Regions from separate parts of the Sus scrofa genome. Here region 2 is linked to region 1. The links are chromatin contacts, called in public promoter capture Hi-C maps. All regions are on one chromosome and are shown on one strand. Each heading gives the region's core, a stretch centred on a gene start, on an enhancer-like site or on the middle of the called end of the contact. The rest is flanking DNA. Distances are from core to core; before and after follow the strand shown.

Evidence for each region. Promoter capture Hi-C pulls out the DNA fragments that hold promoters and counts their contacts.
Region 2: a promoter capture Hi-C map of liver shows a contact between it and region 1, with 4 times the contacts expected there. The contact joins the promoter of KDM8 here to the promoter of KIAA0556 in region 1. A contact is called at or near these places in 1 of 5 promoter capture datasets (liver), 1 of 47 Hi-C or Micro-C datasets (liver) and 1 of 2 datasets of contacts at active chromatin or transcription factors (alveolar macrophages).

The regions. Positions count from the first base shown.
Region 1 is chr3:19,366,725-19,369,744 of Sscrofa11.1, forward strand. It overlaps KIAA0556 (protein KIAA0556 homolog), which reads right to left and starts at 1,543. Exons shown (of 30, transcript XM_021086440.1): 1 at 1,461-1,543. The coding sequence starts at 1,467. It overlaps GTF3C1 (general transcription factor 3C polypeptide 1), which reads left to right and starts at 1,635. Exons shown (of 37, transcript XM_005662065.3): 1 at 1,635-1,967. The coding sequence starts at 1,747.
Region 2 is chr3:19,674,658-19,677,658 of Sscrofa11.1, forward strand. It overlaps KDM8 (lysine-specific demethylase 8), which reads right to left and starts at 1,550. Exons shown (of 10, transcript XM_021086445.1): 1 at 1,364-1,550.

The DNA.
Region 1 (3,020 bases), core at 293-2,792:
GATCGAACCCGCAACCTCATGGTTCCTAGTCGGATTCGCCAACCACTGTGCCATGACGGGAACTCCATGTTATTATTTTTAAATGAACTGATAAATGATAAATGTTTTAAGATTTTGTCAGCTTTAATTCCTCATGTGGTAAATATTATAGGCATAGTATACACAAGCTCTTTTGAGGTAAAAGCATAAAGGCATCCTGAGACCAAAGAAAGATTTGAGTACTGCTGTTTTACAGCAACGGGACAATGACCTGGGCAAACCTGTGAATAACATTTTATAGTACCTCTGAAGTACAAAGGGCAATGATGTCTTTGAAGCACAGAACAGACTGTTCCATTCATTTTTTCCCATAACGCATTAAGTGGATATCACAAAGGAACAACTTTCCCAGAAGTGAGGGACAGGAGTATAATGAGGAAAAGGATGTGGATTCCAGCCGACTCTACCCGTCTCTCTAGACTTCAGTCTTCCCATTTATAAAATGAGCTTTCAGAGTAGCTTATGTTTGGATTGCTTTCATTGTCAATCCTAGGATTCTTATCTGGAATCCCTAAATGGTGGCCCACAGGCTGCATCTGACCTTCAGCCTGATTGGCCATAATGACATTTGGAGAAGTGCCGTGGGAAAATAATTGGTTGGAGCTGAGTGAGAAGCTTCCCTTTCAGAAAAGAAATTGACTTTCAGTCATAGCCCAGTCCAGCCCACTAGACTTGCCCCTGCAAACATCTGCATTTGCATCGTTTGGAATGAAGACCTTCTAAAATCACTTCTAAGTCTCAACCTCTGTAATAAACCCATTTAAAAAAAACAAAAAACAAAAAAACCCAAGAGACTGTGTCTGGGCTCCTTCCTCACTCTGTCACTTGATGACTTTGATTTGGGGCAAGATACTTCTCTGAGCCTCAGTGTCCTCGTTTGTAAAATGGGATAACACTGACCTCCAAAGACTGTTAGGAAGCTTAGCGAGTTGCCCGACAGCTCTTACAGAGTTCCCGGCACTGAACCATTCTAAGCAGCAAAGCACAGAAAGAGAGTATTCCCTAGTCTCCCCCTACCCCCCTTACCAAGTCCCATTTGTCGACAGCTGATGATTGCACTCACGACGACGCTTTCCCCCTTACCAACTCCCATGTCCCACAGCTCCACATCCCAGGATACACAAAATTCCCCTCAGTCCTCTATTTCTCTTTCCCACACAAAACCTCTTCACTGAGGTTCCCCGGACAGCACCGGGTTCCACAACGACGACAGGCAGCACAGCGACCAAATCACTGACCACTCCCCCCAGTCTCTTCTTCCCACCCTGGAACACTAAGGCTCCCTTTCCCTCAGACAGAAACCACCTTGGGTCAGGCAGCGGTGGTCCAGCTGTCTGTGGCCTAGGGTTCCTCCCAGAGGGCCCTCAGGAGGGAAGGGAGAGTAACTGCCAGACCCCCCGGAGGGGCCCACGGACACTCACCGTCCATCCCTGGAGGCGGTGGTTCCGGGTGCTCGCACCGGAAGCGGCCCCTATACTGTTTGCAGTTCCCCTGGTTACTGCGGAGTTCCCGACCAATGGCGGTGGAGCTCTACGCAATGAACCCGCCCCAAAGGGAGTGACGTCACGACTGTGCTCTGGAACTCCTCCTCCAGTCCCTGGATTCGCCCCGCCTTCCGGGCTGCTGGTAGTTGTGCGCAGGCGCGATGGACTAGGGCCCTCCGCGGCGTGTGCGCAGGCGCCGCAGCTGCAGCCAACTGAAGTAGCAATGGACGCGCTAGAGTCGTTGTTGGACGAGGTGGCCCTGGAGGGGCTTGATGGCCTGTGTCTGCCCGCGCTTTGGAGCCGTCTGGAGACACGAGTGCCGCCCTTCCCGCTGCCTTTGGAGCCCTACACGCAGGAGTTTCTGTGGCAGGCCCTTGCCACGCATCCGGGCATCAGCTTCTACGAGGAGCCTCGGGAACGACCAGATCTCCAGCTCCAGGACCGGTCAGCGGCCTGGCCCTCCGGGTGGGCGGGCGAGGGCAGGGTTCGGGGTCTGATGGAGCTGGGAGGGGTCCAGGTCGTTTCGGGAGCGGAGAGAAAGGAGTGGAAGCGAAAGGAAGACCCGCGGTCCGATGGGGGCGCGGACTAGGGCTGATTCGGGGTCCCTCGGGCCTGGCGGGGCCCAGGCGTCTGATGGAGTTCGGGGTGATTCGGTGATGTCCCATTATGTTCGTGTCTGTTTAGGGTGGCATTGGGCAAGACTGGGAGGATATTCTTTGGGTTTCAAAGAGTATTTCCTCTAAATGGAGCTTGGCTTTAGAGCCAGAAGGCTCTTAAGAGCGAGACCAGAGTCAAGTCGATGGGAATTCCCTGGCGGCCCAGCGGTTAAGAATTAGGCGTTGCCACTATTGTGGCTGGGATTCGATCCCTGGCCGGGGAACTTTGGTATGCTGCGGGCGCTGCCCAAAAAAAAAAAAGGCTGCAGACAGTGGAGCTAACCAGCCTTAATGGAACATTCATTCCCTGCTGGCCTAGAGAGCCTAAGGCAACCAGACAGCTGTACCACAACAATAATAGTAGTAATAATAGCTCACATTTATTTAGCTCTTGGTATGGCCTGATACTATTCTAAGATCTTGTTCTGGGAGCTTTGGGAGATGGAACCCACTTCCTTCTCACAGTGACTCCACGAGGAAGGTGGTTGTCTTCCCCATTTTGCAGAGGAGGAAACAGTGGTGGAGAGAGCTAAGTAACCTGTCCCTCAGTCGTGGAGATTGGAAGTGACTGAGTGTTGATTCAAAACCAGGGTATCTGTCTCCCAAGTCTGTACTCTTTTTTTTTTTTCCCTCGGCCACACCCGCAACATATGGACGTTCCAGGGCCAGGAATGGAATCCAGGCCACTGCTGTGACCTGTGCCACAGCTGTGGCAATGCCAGATCCCTAACCCACTGAGCTACAGTGGGAACTCTCCGAGTCTGTACTCTTAAGCCATATGGTGAGGTGCAGGAGAGGTTCCCAGAAGTAATCTGGTCTAAAACAAGATTTAAAGGAGTTC
Region 2 (3,001 bases), core at 300-2,799, 310 kb after region 1:
TTCATAAATTCCACATCCAGATTGAGCTATACAAACTGGCTTTAGTTGGCTGTTAGTCAACAGCCCAAGTGGCTTCCTGTCGGTTATAAAATAAAGCCTAGAAGTTCCCGTCATGGCGTAGTGGTTAACGAATCTGACTAGGAACCATGAGGATGCAAGTTCGATCCCTGGCCTCGCTCCGTGGGTTAAGGATCCGGCGTTGCCGTGCGCTGTGGGGTAGGCTGCAGAAGCAGCTGGGATCCCGTGTTGCTGTGGGCTCTGGCGAAGGCCAGCGGCTATAGCTCTGATTCGACCCCTAGCCTGGGAACCTCCATATGCCGCAGGAGCGGCCCTATAAAAGGCAAAAAGACAAATAAGTAAATAAATAAATAAAATAAAGCCTAGAAAGCCCCACCACAGTCATCCCATATTCCTCCTAAATTGTCTTTAAAACTAAAGCGCCTTCCATAATACATCAGCCTCTATCTGACTTTAAGGAAACAGGCTGCCCAGTTTTGTAAAGTGCAGACAGGCTTGGGCTCAGGCCATCGATGTGGCCCCAACACCGGCTCACCTCCTGTCCCTGGACTTGCTCTAACCCTGCTGAGCACGGTAACTTATCTTTACTGGATTCCCTGGGGCACAACGCGATACTGATGCTCAGAGTTAATCTCTATCAAGTTAGACACCACTTTCCTCCAGAAGGCAAAGGCCTCACCGAATTCCCCAGGGCCAACGGGTTGGGCGAGCTCTACGTATCCCCACCGACCCTCCACCGCGAGGTTCCACATCCTTTCCCTCCCTGGCGCCTCTCCCCGCGGCTTCACTTTGCGGTCCACGTTCGAGGCCCGATGGCTCAAGAGTGTTCAGTGGGCTGAGCTCCAGACCAATGGTAAACGGCTACTAACCAGGGAGAAACACACACCGGTATGCGTTGGTACCACACACCAGTACCAACAGCGGTATCAACACCAGGTAAAAATAGCAGAAGCGGCGCAATTAACGCGGCACCAAGAACTGCGCAGGCGCACAACAGTCTGGCCTCAGGCGTGCGCAAAACGAAATGACTGGCGAAAGAAGAGCACCACGCACGCGCGGAGCCTTTCTTCCCGTCCCCGGCAGCGCTGGAGAATTAGAGAACCGCTAAACTGCGTTCTCAGGACGCATGCGCTGCCTCTATCCTTCCCTCCTCAACAGCCCCCCCACCCCGCTCAGTTTCGCGGCTTTGAAGGGCCGCCCCGGGCTTTCCAAAGCGCAAGCGCGAGACTGTTCTTTCCTCCTTCGCTTCTTCACATGACGCCTGCGCCGTCCTCCCCTCCCAACCCTTCCCCTCAGCTTCTAAGAAGTCAGAGCTGCCCGCCCTTCTCGAGTTGCTCAACCTCACCTGTCTCGAGTTTGAATGGTGTCCAGTTGCCCCGGGGCCGGCGGCTTGTCCTTTCGGGCCGAATACTCTGGCTCTCGCCGTGTAAGAAGCTTGCCCCAGGAATATCGATCACTCCCAGCTCGATTGATCACCAAGGAGTGCCTAGAGGAGAGCCGAGCGATCGATGCCCCCGCCCCTCCCCGTTTAAAAGGCCGGAGGGCGGGGCAACAGCTTAGGGTTGGGCTCTTCCCTTCCTTGGTTTCACTTTCCCTGTGGTTAACACCTGTGATTTCCTCTGCAACAACTACGATTACTTTGTGTGCATAGTAACTTCATATCCACCGTTTTGTCTAGAATCATACAACTAGGATTATTCTCTTCGTTTTACAAAGAGGTATGCCGAGGTTCAGTGAAATAAAGTGACCAGCCAAATGCTTGTGCTTTGGGGAAGTCGCAGATCCTGAATTTGAACCTCCGAAGTGCTGCATCCGTGGCCTGTGAGAGTGAGGAGGACCAAGGTTTCAGTACGAGTGGCGGGGGTGTGTGTGTGTGAGAGTGTCGGGATCTTCACTTCTCCCCCTGCTGCCTTGATGCTGAGTGGTGTGGGCGTCCCTGGGGGTTTCGGTTTTAAGCATGTTTCCCAATGGACCAGGCTTTTTGAAGCATTGATCAGAGTCAACCGGAAGTTCTGCATATACTGATTTTGGCACCTGAGTAGAAAGGAGAAGAAAATTCATTTACTGGTGTTAAAGAAAATATTATTATTATTATGTCTTTTTGTATTTTCTTGAGCCACTCCCGCGGCACATGGAGGTTCCCAGGCTAGGGATCTAATCGGAGCTATAGCCACCTGCCTCCGCCAGAGCCACAGCAACGCGGGATCCGAGCAGCGTCTGAGACCTACCCCACAGCTCAAGGCAACGCCGGATCCTAAACCCATGGAGCAAGGCCAGGGATCAAACCAGCAACCTCATGGTTCCTAGTTGGATTCATTAACCACTGCGCCACAACGGGAACTCCAAAGAAAATATTATTTGTGACATTCGTTAAGATAAGGCAGGCTTTATTTAGGGGAATGGCTGTAATGGGAAGGGTGGGCATTGATTGCAGTAGGGGAGAGGAGTTGGGGCACAGCTCTGAATACAGCAGGGACAAGAGATTTGTACCTGAACTTGAGCAGGGCCCTGTGGGGCTCCTGGGCACAAGCCTTTCTGTGTGCCCCATTTCTTGTTTTTAGGGGATAAGCTTCAGCCTCCGTGGCCTTCCCTGAATCCCAAAGGGCAGGTTCAAACAGTTGTAATGGGGAGGGGAAGGGATTCAGAGACAAGGAGCTGTCTAAGAAAGAACAGTGCAGCCTTGGGTAGGGTCCTGGTTCCTCTTCAAGAAGTATACATAACAGGGAGTCCTTTCCTGACTCAGTGGTTAACAAACCCGGCTAGGATCCATGAGGATTCGGATTCGATTCCTGGCCTTGCTCAGTGGGTTAAGGATCCAGCGTTGCCATGAGCTGTGGTGTGGGTTGCAGACACTGCTTAGATCCCTCATTGCTGTGGTGTAGGCTGGGGGCTACAGCTCCAATTTGACCGCTAGCCTGGGAACTTCTACATGCCGTGGGTACAGCTGTAAAAAAGGCAGAAAAAAAAAAAGAAAGAAATATAT